Regions from separate parts of the Mus musculus genome. Here region 2 is linked to region 1. A link is a contact called in public Hi-C data. All regions are on one chromosome and are shown on one strand. Each heading gives the region's core, a stretch centred on a gene start, on an enhancer-like site or on the middle of the called end of the contact. The rest is flanking DNA. Distances are from core to core; before and after follow the strand shown.

Region 1 (5,917 bases), core at 1,852-4,351:
CCAACTGGGGTATTATTCAGCCTGGATTAGGAGATCCATGAAGCTAGGTTAGGGCTTGAAGCAAAGGATCAGTTGAAGCTTGGGTAGATAGGAGAGGCTCCAGGAACACTTAGATTCTGTCAATCTGGTGGCCTTGGTATGCATCCTTTAAGGACATGCCCAGGGGGAGGATGGGCTGGGCCCAACCTGGTGAGTTTCCCAGCCAGAGTTCTTAGTGATGGCTAAGTAGGGCAAGTAGGGGCAGAGCTGGGTATCTCGGGCTGCTCTGGGACTGTGAGTGGGAATGGAGAGCCTCAGGGTGTCCTCTAAAATTCCTCAACAACGGAGTGTGGTGATCTTCCTCTACATGTTCTTGAAGCCCTCTTCGGTTTCAGGAGATGGTTGGCTCCTGTCTTCCCATGTAGACTGGTCACACACACACATCTGAACACTGGCTAAATAGCATGATGATAGGCAAAAAGGCAGGTAGGTGGGGGCTGTGCTCAGTCTAGGGTTGCCTGGTTGCTTGGGACCCCTGTGCTATTTGTCTTCCATGTCCATCATTAACCCAGCAATGATCAGAAGAGAGGAGAGTCAGGATTCAGAGGTGTCTAATTGGCTCAGGCCAAGAGATGCTGGAAGTCGCAGAGGATACCACAAGTCCGGCATAAGATCACATCTCAGCAAGTTTGGGCTAAGGATGCAGTGGCCTCTTGATGGGGGAACACAGACCAGACTGTAAAGAGCAACGGTGAGATCATGTTTGAGGATCACAATCCATAAGGAGCAGATAGCATAGTATGCCATCTAGGCACCAGGATGACTGGTTAGCTCTGACTTGCCCAGCTTTGCGATCCTAGCCTAGATGCTGGGTGCTTCTGAGTAGCGTGTGATGATCAGTGTGTTAAACTCAGTAGTTTAACCGGGACCTTACTTTGAGACAAACCTTTATTTGGGACCAGTGATAGTACGTTTTGATTGGCAGTTTCCTTGGGAGGCTGTTTCACATAATGAGGTTGTTGGCTTTGTAAGAGTCGGGTAAGCCGACTTAAGAAAAAGCAGAGAGGAACACAGCAAGAGAATGTAGCACACTGTAAAGAAGTATGCACTCATTTACCCTCCCTTAAACCCAAGAACACTTTCTGTGGATTAGGCTTCCTCCTCGGATGCTGAAGTCTCCTTAAAATGTCAGGGATCTATTTCCCTCCGAGCAAAGCCTGACCTTTGACATAAGGGATCTTGGGAGGTCAGGTAGCTTTTTGAGGCTTGCCAGCCAAAACGCATGGACAGCTAGCTGCCTGCACCATGCAGCGTGCAGCGCAGAGGACAACGAGCATCACCAGCTTCCCGCATCTGTGTCTTCTTCCAGAAGTTGCCCTGGATGGTTGCCTGTCCTGTCCCCTGCATCTCACCTCATGCGGTTTAGTGTGTGTGTGTGTGTGTGTGTGTGGTGGTGGTGGTGTGAGACATAGATCTAAACATGGCACTCCCAGCACAAAAAGTGGCTCAGGGTATCCGGTTGGCTTGAGACAGGTGGGCAAGCCTGTGAGGGATTTTTTCTTAATTGTATTATTTGAGGTGGGGAGACCCATCCTAAATCTGTATCATTTGAGGCTAGAAGAACCATCTAAATCGGGGCCACACCTTCTGATGGCAGCCAATCTACAAGAACATGACAGAGGGAAGCTTTTGATGTTTTGCCTGCTTGTCCTACTCTGCCTGGTAAGTCCATCTACCCTGCTGCTGAGACACTCCTGGAGACTTTTGCCTTCTGGAACCTTTCCCTACATAAAAGTTAAAAATTACATTTTGCTACTTTGCTGTTATGAAGTTAAATAGTATCTGGGGCAGACTGCAGTTTTTCCTTCACATTTTAAATCCGATCAGGACACTCTCATGAGCCTTAGGTGCTGTGCTTATTAATAAGGCCCTTAATGCATAATCCCACTCAGAGAATTATTTTTCCCCCAGTTTGGCTGTGTGTATCAGAGGGCAGGCTCTCAGAGTATTGACCGCTCCTGACTGCATGAACACACCGGAGCCATCTTTTGGCCCAAGTGCCAGACAGAACTTGGTGCTGAGGACTGTAGTATAAGGAAGGACAGATGGAATGGTGTTGGTTGAACCAGGGCAGAAGCTGTGCTGTGGAGATAGATCTTAGCACAGACCGCCTCTGGTACAAGTGCTGTAAAGATGTCCACCTTGCCAAGGTTCTGGGAATGCAGGTGGTGGCCCTTAAAGGCTTCGCCGGCTACTTGGGTGCTGTGTTTGGATCCTATTGCCTTTGTGACCAAGGTCTGGGCCTGCCATTACCCCATGGTGGTCCTGCCTGCTGTGTGGGATTAGGAAAGACAGGTCCAGTGCTTAGCACTGTTGCCATCCCTTTCTTCTGTCCCTGAGCTTTTCCTAAAGAGTCACAGGCTGAGAACCACAGAACTTTGCCAGTCCAGCCAGAGCAAGATCAGCGCAGACCTTTGCGGAAGAGCTTTGCAACTGTGCTGACAGAAGTAGCAGTAGCCTAGGTAGGGAAGTGGATTCCTAGGCCCTACCCTAGACAGACGGCAGCCCAGAGTTCTGGCTGAGCTCCTGTGTACTCTCTGAGTTTTTACCCAAGGATGCAATCTTCTGGAAGGCCTCCAGCATCAGGCCCATGACCCGCCTGAAAATTGAGGGAACCTGGCTACAGCGGCCCCTTTAGGACCCTTAGCAATAACAAGACAAGTAGGTTTTTGTGATTAGTTTTGTTTTTGCCTTCCATACGGAGGTGGAAGCAGAAGCTGGTAGGTTTAAAACTGTAAAATGTAATTTACTATGCGAGTTGATCTTGACGGTCCAGGAGATGCATGGAGCAAGAATTGCCACTAGATGGCGCTGCTGCACTTCCCTGCGGACTCTGCACATCGATTCTAATAAGGTTTTCCTGGATCCCACCGGAGTCCTAGTTAAAAAAAAAAAAAAAACCAAAACGACGCGCCACTGTGAGTTGAGGCCTATTTCACTAAGATACCCAGGAAATGATATAAAGTCACGAGGCTTTGGCTGGGGGCAACTGTGGGATTGTAGCAGGAAAGCCATGTAGAATGTTACAGATCTCCCTGTCCACAGTACTAGCTTCAGCCGGGTGGAGGAGCAGTTAGAGAAGCGGAGATAGGCTATTTTCTTTTACAGGGAGCTTTCTGATCTGATCGAATGCCTCCTCTTTTTGTGCCAGCTTTGATGAAGTTGATATTGGCCAGGGACCCCCTAGAAGGCCTCTAGAGAAAAAAAGTCCTATTTGGGCTTGGGCATGGGAGTGTGTGGGGGAAGTGGGGTGATAGGGTCAGGCTGGAACTGGGCTTAGATTAGTTTGTGCCAGAGCACAGTGTGGATGCAGAGACTGAGCGTGGGGCTGTAGGGGGCTGCTGGGTGACTCAGTGACAAACCCATGATAGTAATAAGCATAAAGACACCCACCCAAACTACCTCATGGAATCCAGCCTCTCTGCAGCTAGGAGGACGAGAACACAGTGTCCGGTTCACAGATGGGAAACACTGGACGCTCAGGCCTGAACCACAGGGAGGGAGGGAGGGCAGGGCTCAGGCTTCTTCTTTTTTTTTTTTCTCAGACCTCCCTCCCTCCCTCCCTCCCTCCCTCCCTCCCTCCCTCCCTCCCTCCCTCCCTCCCTCCTTTTCCTTTCCTTTCTTTCTTTCTTTCTTTCTTTCTTTCTTTCTTTCTTTCTTTCTTTCTTTCTTTCTTTCCTCTTTCTTTCTTTCTTTCTTTCTTTCTTTCTTTCTTTCTTTCTTTCTTTCTTTCTTTCTTTCTTCCTTCCTTCCTTCCTTCCTTCCTTCCTTCTCTCTCTCTCTCTCTCTCTCTCTCTCTTTCTTTCTTTCTTTCTTTCTTCCTTTCTTCTTTTCTTTCCTATTTTCTTTATTTACATTTCAAATGTTATTCCCTTTCCTAGTTTCCCCTCCGAAAATCCCCTATCCCCCTCCTGCCTCCCCCTGCTCCACAACCCACCCACTCCTGCTTCCTGGCCCTGGCATTCCCCTATACTGGGGCATAGAACCTTCACAGGACCAAGGGCCTCTCCTCCCATTGATGACCGACTAGGCCATCCTTTGCAACAAGAGCTTGCTGACAGGAGCCTGATAAAGCTGTCTCCTGAGAGAGAGGCTCTGCTAGTGCCTGAGAAAATACAGAAGTGGATGCTCACAGCCATCCATTGGATGGAGCACAGGGTCCCCAATGAAGGAGCTAGAGAAAGGACCCAAGGAGCTGAAGGGGTTTGCAGTCCCATAGAAGGGGTAGGGTTTCAAACAGGCCTGATTCTATGTCTTCTCCCTTAAAGCCACTGCCCTCAAGGATCAAGTAGTAGAGGCTGCAGGAAGCCCTGGTGTCCCTGTGGAGGAGGCTTCTCCTGCTGGAGGGCTTGTCGGGATTCATCTCCACTCATTGCCATCTGGGCCACAAAGGAGCCACAAGGCCCCAGGACATGCTGTGCATCTGGAAGCTCCATCTAGGGCCCCATGGGCTCTGCGGGCCCTGTGGGTTCCTGGGAGGCCCGGGGGTGGGGGTGGGGGTGGGGGAAGGATACCAGCTCACAGAAGCAAACACTGAGATTAAAAGAAGGGGTTCAGCCCCTCTACCATGCTCCCACCATCCCCAGCTCCCTGAGAGACCTGGCTGGCCGCCATGTCTTTAGGATAGGCTGATCCTCTGAGGAGAACTTCCCATATTACCAGGAGCCGCAGGGAGGTGGGGAGGGGGCAAAAGAAGACCCCTGTATCAGGCAGTGGCTAATCAGAGGAGAGATGAGGAGGGAGGAGGGAGGGCGGTGAGACACGGGTGCCAGCCACACAGTAGTCTCTTCTCTGTGAGTTTCACCAGTTTGGGCTTTCACTCTTGACATCCACTTGGCTCTTGCTATGCCCTGTCCCGCCCTGACTCAACACTTCCACACTACCACCAACACGATTGTCAGGACCATCCTTGTACTCGGCTCCCCCACTTCCCACCCTGGCTTTACCACATCCCCCAAGTGCAGGACTTGTCTATGTCTCTGGGTCTGCTCCTCATCAGCTCCCACTGTCCTCTCTTGTAGCAGGAACAGAGGGGCCACCTCTATGTAAAATCCGGGGGGCGGGGCGCACAGCCGCAAAAGCATCTCCTGCAGGAGGACCTAATGGAGGACTGCCTGAGAGACCAAGGATTGCGGATGCAGACAATGCCAGCCAATCAGGAACTGCTGTTTAGAAGAGATGCTTTCTTGGGACCAATGGGGACCAATGGGGCACGGGTGGAGGGTATTAAAGGAGCTGGAAGCAGTTTGCTGCTGCACTGTTTCTCACCTGCTTCTGAAGTCTGTATCATGACCTCACCTCCAACCCCCAAGGGCAGGTAGGGTCAGGGCAGTAGACCAGGGCACAGGCAGCACTTCCTTACAGTCCCTTACTGTCCTTTCTTTTCCTTCACAGCTTTGAAGCCTGAGTCCTCATTGTTTTTTCAACATGATATTTTTATTGACTAGTTGGGAATTCCAACACAGTTCACCCCCATCCCACCCCATCCCACTCCTCCCAGGCCCCCTCCCCCCAAAAAGAAGAAAAAAAAACCCACGTCTAATTTGTGTTGCCCATGTTCTCACTGGAGCATGGTCATATTCCCAGTGGTCAGCCCTTAAAGAAAACTGAATGCCCCTGTCTCCCTATAAAATCCCACGGAGCCCGATTTGCAGCACATTTGCTCTTGGGTGTGTGGGATTCACCTGCTGGTCTGTTGAGAAGCTGGATCGAGGCTGATGCCTTGGTCTGCTTTCTTCATCTCTTCTGGTTTACAAGCTCCAGACTGTGCTGGAGCTTCTAGGCCCTAGTGTGGGGTGGAGACATTTGGAATGAGTGATGAACTTCCCCTGGGTTCTAAGCTGGTACCCATATCCTACTTGATCTCAACTTGATGCAA
Region 2 (5,917 bases), core at 1,467-3,966, 600 kb after region 1:
TCTTCTTATTGGTTTGAAAGGTTGCTCTTGTTTCAGCAAGAAAAATGTGTCTGAAGAGGTTCTGCTTCAAGAAGCTTAAAAGCCCAAAATGCACGGACTCTTGGTTAATAAATAAAGTAGGGCGTTCCCCTGGCAGCTGGGACATCAGACACAGAAGGCGAGCAGCTTCTTTGACCACGTGTGAGCAACTGTGACAAGTAGATAAGGCAGAAGATGGCTTCCAGTCAATTGTCTTTAGAATCCACACTAATAGTGCAGCAACTTGTGTCAGAGATTCAAATCATATTTGTATGAACTTGTGATAATCAAAAGATTTAGCTGCCATTGCTTGGCGTTTTATGATGTGCTAGGCAGTATGGGAGGCACTTAAATGATATTCTAGAATCTGCCCATAATATCTGCCCACAATGTACCCACTCTAACTAGAGAGCGTTATGATAAATAAATAATAATATTGATGAATGACAAATGCATCGTCATTAAGGAATTGGAAAAGAAAGTAGCATTCTGAGACAAATAATGTTTATGCTGGCTGGCGCTAAGGGCTCAAAAGAATTGTTATAAAGAAAAACCAAAAACCAACCAAAAAAAGAACACCTGCAAAATCAGAGAGGAACGATGGAGAAACTGCTTGAGGGCAAATGAGTGTGTGGTGTTTCTGGCTGCCAATTTACCCAACTGTTGGTTGTGCCAGTAGAAGTGATTCAGGCAGGTACGGGACATGAGCAGTTCATCCTGAAAACTGTTCTCTGTCTCATTTGATATTTAATGTGACAGCCACCATGAAAGCAAGTGAAAGTGAGCAGGTCATGGAACGAAGGCTGGCGGTATTGTTTATAGAATGACCATGTGGGGTGCATGCGCATGTGTCTGGGTGTCTGTGTGTCTGTGTATGTGTGAGTGTGTGTGTGTTTGAGAGTGTGTGTGTGTGTGTGTGTGTGTGTGTGTGTGTGTGCATATGTGTAAGTGTTGGATTGCATAGCATATGAGAGACAGGAACGATGGCTATTGCCTTTGGAGTTCTGAAGTTTGAGAGACTGGAGTGACATTATCTTTTCAGCTACTCAGGCCTAAGCCAGACCCAGAAATTCCTGTAACATTTAAAAAATATTTTTAAACACTTAGGACCACACACAAAATAACGATGTCCTTGAGCAGATCCTCCAGAGTGTGTTTGGTTCCAAATGTTTTAGTTCTGGCAATGCAACCCTGTACCTTTAAATCATAACGGTACAGCCTAAGCCAGTAGATGGCAGTAAGATACCGCAGATTTTGGCAGAAGCTTCTGGGCTTTCACTGCTAAAAAATGCTAGATTTTTTTTCCTTGTAATTATTATTTGAAGGTGGGTCCTAATCTATTGTTCAGAGAGAAATTGCTGAATTGAAAAACAGGAAATAATTCTTCCTAATTAAATAGACAAAGTGATTATCAAAGACTTTTATTTTGTCCCAATTCTAAAAATTTGCAGTAGGGTGTACAGTGTATGTGTGTGTATGTGTGTGTGTGTGTGTACCAGTGTGTGTGTGTGTGTGTATGCCTATGTGTGTGCCTTTGTGTGTGTGTGTTTGTGTGTGTGTGTGTGTGTGTGTATGTATAAGCAAATGAAGGGTCTGGTGTGTTTTTAAATAATTCCAAATTTGAATGAATGTTAATTTGTGTAAAACTTAAAAAGTATATTATTGAATTGAGCAGGAAATACTTCTATGAAAGCATTGGTTGAAAAATGCTTTCTTCCTTATGCCATCCAGGATTTGCCCGTAGATGTTGTGAATTCAAACCAAAGTCCACACTCTCTGTAAATGTGCTGAGTCGAACCTGCTTCTTTATTGTCTTTCTTTTTCCTTCTTCCTTTCTTCCATTTTTTTTTTTCACTTAGATTCCTTTAGGAGTGACATCTCACACTGGGAGATGTCAGTGAGTCCAGTTGCCCCTCCTTCGGGTCCCTGAGCTTGGCCAGAGAGAGAGACCTGCAGTTTTAGCAATGCAAAACTTAAATAAATGTTCTTTAGAGACCTGTATATGTCAAAACACGTGGAAAATACAGCCTGTTAATATTGAATTTGGGAACAGGAGAAGAATAGTGTGGGCTGCTGTCCTCTCTTTTTGCTGTTCAAAAGCATCCTAAGACAGTCGTGCCATTGGGAGTCAGAACAATGGGCAAGGACAGCACCCCTCACCTCTCTCCCCTAAGCCTCTGGCAGGGGTGTGACTCCAGCTTCTAGCATGCACATTTAGGCCCCTCTCTACCTAAAAGTTGCATGCAGAGAGCAAGCGAGCAGTTAAGTCAAAAGAACTCAACCAGGCTCCCTTTACCTCTTTTCTAGTCTAAGCTCTGAAATGTGCCTAGGCTTCCAGGGAGACAAATTGTTTAATTTGCTAACATTTTGGAGCTCTTTAGAATTGTGAAAGAGCGAATTTCAAAGTATGGAGAGACCTCTGACAGAGTCCTAGTCAGATAGAGACTCTCTCTCTCTCTCTCTCTCTCTCTCTCTCTCTCTCTCTCTAAGGGAAGCTAGAAGCTGTGTGGTGTCTTGGAATACTCTGCACTTTCTGAGTCTCATTTGCTGTCTATGTCTTAGCCTTCCTTCTGACAAAAGTTAAAAAAAAAAAAAAAGTTAGCAAATATCTCCCTGAAAATCCCTGCTATGACTCTTAACAAAAGACTTGGTGCAAAGTGAAAGTAACACACTGGTGCTCAGGATCCTTCAAGCACTTGGGATTTTGGCTAGCCAAATAATCACGGCTAATCCCTGTTCATGCGGTTTCCCTAGGAAGCCTTTTACTTACTCTCTGTTAGCAAAGAATGATGTTTTCTACGCATCCATGGGTTCCCACTGCACGTAAATATAAAATGACACTGCACATTTCTCACTGCTGTGTATGCAGTTTAAGCAAAACAAAACAAAAATCAAGAGTTGAAGTTCTTTCCTGACAAACTTTAAGTTTTATAGAATGTAAATTTCTACCAGTTTGAATAATGCTTTTACTTGCTTCCTATTTTTAATTAGTTATTACCTGATGAGAATAGGCTACAATAATAGAGAGAGAACATATGAAAAATAAGCAATTACATAAAATATCTAAAAAATAATGATTTAAAAAATGGAGACGGTTCCAGAAGACATTCTCAGTGAGACCTTGGGCCAGTAGCACCCAGATGTCTGGACCTATCCAGTTAAAATCCTTCAAAGTTGCTCACATTTTTTGACACATGTTGCTGTGAAAGATTAGTGAGCTTTCAATTTTGTTTTGTTTTGTTTTGTGAGTGTGGGTGCTTACAAAATAAAGTCTGAAGGGAGTGTTACGCAGATGCATTTTAGACTGTGCAACCCGATCGGTTTGAACTCTGAACGATCATATTATTTATTTATTTGTTTGTCTTTCCTTCTCAAAGACAGTTAATTACTGAAGCACCGAGAGAGAACATTTTGTATTCCTGCTTTGCGAATGTGCCTCGAAAACCTGAGACTAATGAGACCAAGTTCTCACCCCAGCTGTGAACTTGCTGACTTTCCTGCTTGGAAACCCGAGCAGAGCTTCTGAACATTGGTGAGTTATTTAAAATAATGATTGCTTTTTGTTATTGTTTCTGTTCTATGAAGAGTCAGGTTTTTTTTTTTTTCCCCTAACACAACAAAGACAATGCCTTGGATCTGTGTAGAAGTAAAGGTGCAATAGGCCTGGTGAACATCTATGGCTTGTATATTTATTTAAAGGCTTGCTGTAATGCATATTATTAAGGATGACAATCATGAACTTGCTTGCATTGTTTATTTTGTAAATACCCATAATGGAGCTCTCAGAAACGGAGATCAGCTGCCCCCTTGGCCATGATGGCCGACTGCTGGGAAGTGACTGCCCAGGGGCCCTTTATGACTTGGGTTCCTGACCTAGGCCTTTCACAATTTATGCTCTTAGAATATTTTTAAGTCCACGTATAAAAATTCCCCGTGCAAACATCTGAAATGAACTATGAGTCTACTACGCAAAAGTCCTATGGTAGATTACATTTGGATGTCTGTAATGGACTAGCACAGCAGCTGTGCTCGGGGAACTAGAAAGATGTCAGATATGGTGTTTGTGGCCATCACGTGCAGAAAGGACCCCAGGATTTCTGAGCTGCAGACGATCTACTTCAGACTGGAGGCTGGTAATTTAATTAATGTGTGCCTCTGACGCTGAGGCCAAGAAATGGAACGGGCAAACCCACCTCCCCGCATGAGACCCGAGGCGGCTCTCCCACTTTATTTGAATCCTTTGAATTTTAATTTCCCATTTTTACACTAACTCGTAGAAACTTCACCTGGACCTTCTGGCAGCATTTTGACCTTTCCTGGCTCTATCTCAGTATTTGAATCATTTGGGCTTTGGATTATGAACACAAGACACAGAATGAAGACAGGCTCTGAGGGGCAAGTCTATCTGGATTTGACCTGGGTAGCTGAGTCCTCTTCCCACTCGTTTCTCCACCGCTTGAGAGGCTGAGGCTGAAAATCCCAGGAATGAAGATTCTAAGAAACACCTTCTGCAAAAGAAAAAAAAAATGTTTGTTTCTGTAATTTTATAAACCCTTGATTTAACAGAACTTAAAAGGCACCTCACATGGTCCAGAGGCTCTGAATATCACATCTGCTTTTAATATTCTTGGGTGTCTTGGGCTTTTTTGGAGTCGGTTTGATGCTGTCTTTTGTTGGAGGACAACTGCTGTATTCTGTGATGCAGGGAGTTGCCAGTTCAAAGGATACAGCCTTACTTAGGCAATTTCTTTTCCCTTGCCCTCCCCCACTTTCTCAGTGTTTCCTTTTGTTTTTGGAGTTGGGGGCTTTAAAACAGTCACAAGAGGCTCTCAGTATATTTTCTTTGAAGAACAGCTCTTTATAACAATGATAGCAAAATTTGTAGTCCGGTTTGAAGTTGAATGGGCAGGGGAAAAAAAAATACTGTTAAGACCACCACCGTTTGTCCTGAGCCAGGTAAATGAATGCCTGAGACTCAGTACTGGAGGGACAGGTATAATGACTGTGAAGCAAATTTCAAGTGTCTTTCGCTAATTTTCATCTGGACTTCTTATGTTCAGGAGTAATTCAACACTCCTAGGTGAACTTCCCTACCACGGCTGATTATGTTAAATATCTTCCCTCCCAAACTCAGTGTGGGCAGTGCTTTAAAAGGAGCCTAGATTCTGAACATTTAAAAAGGCTCTTACTCATTCAAATTGAATGTTAGATTAAAGAGTGGGACATCCGTGGACGCGAGAGGAAAGCTGGCCTTCTGCGTTTGTCTCAGACAATGATTTCGGCTAGATGACTGTGTTTTGTGGAGAAAAGGATTCGATGGGATATTGACAGTCTCCTATCAATAGTTGAGCCCTAGAGGCCTGGCTGTTTGGGCCCACACTGATTGACTGTGCCTTAATAGACATGTAATTGTTGACAAATACTTTCCGATAGACTGTGGCAATACCCAGCCAGACAAAGGAGGCTTCCGGGTAATAAGAACCAGCACAGAGCCATTTGTTACAGGCAAAGCCTTGCCGAAGAAACGACGTATGCTAAGAAAGAAGCTCTGGAGAGAAAGAAGCAAGCTTGACAACCCTCTACCCACGCAGCCAAACCTGGGTGACACTGGTGAAGCCGCAACAGTAGTAAGAAGAATTCCTGTTGTGTTTATGGGTTTTCTGTTGTGTACAGCTTGGTTTCAAAGTCTTAGCTTTGCCTATGTTAAGCAATTATGCATCTGTATATCATATATGTGTATGTGATGCACATATATTGTACACACATCCCACACATGTACATATAGGCAGAGTATGCATATGATTTGATATCTAGAATCAAATTTCTTTAGCTTGTGTATGGCATTCTAAAAATCTATCCACAGTAGTTCTAGGAATACAATAGGCTATTCAGGCAATTT

What was found. A called contact is a pair of places that touch in the nucleus more often than the background predicts.
Region 2: a contact with region 1 is called in a Hi-C map of uterus, with 5 times the contacts expected there. The contact joins two enhancer-like sites. A contact is called at or near these places in 9 of 484 Hi-C or Micro-C datasets (cerebral cortex, cortical neurons, nephron progenitors and 2 more).

The regions. Positions count from the first base shown.
Region 1 is chr7:68,371,355-68,377,271 of GRCm38.p6, forward strand. No RefSeq gene overlaps it. Among named protein-coding and RNA genes, the nearest start is that of Gm16158, 21 kb to the left of the region's middle. Within about 2 kb of position 3,102, at least 30 of the 459 cell types and tissues checked have an H3K27ac peak or open chromatin away from gene starts, as enhancers often do. A contact at or near this core is called in uterus, where this site is marked.
Region 2 is chr7:68,976,050-68,981,966 of GRCm38.p6, forward strand. No RefSeq gene overlaps it. Among named protein-coding and RNA genes, the nearest start is that of Gm23795, 27 kb to the left of the region's middle. Within about 2 kb of position 2,717, at least 18 of the 459 cell types and tissues checked have an H3K27ac peak or open chromatin away from gene starts, as enhancers often do. A contact at or near this core is called in uterus, where this site is marked.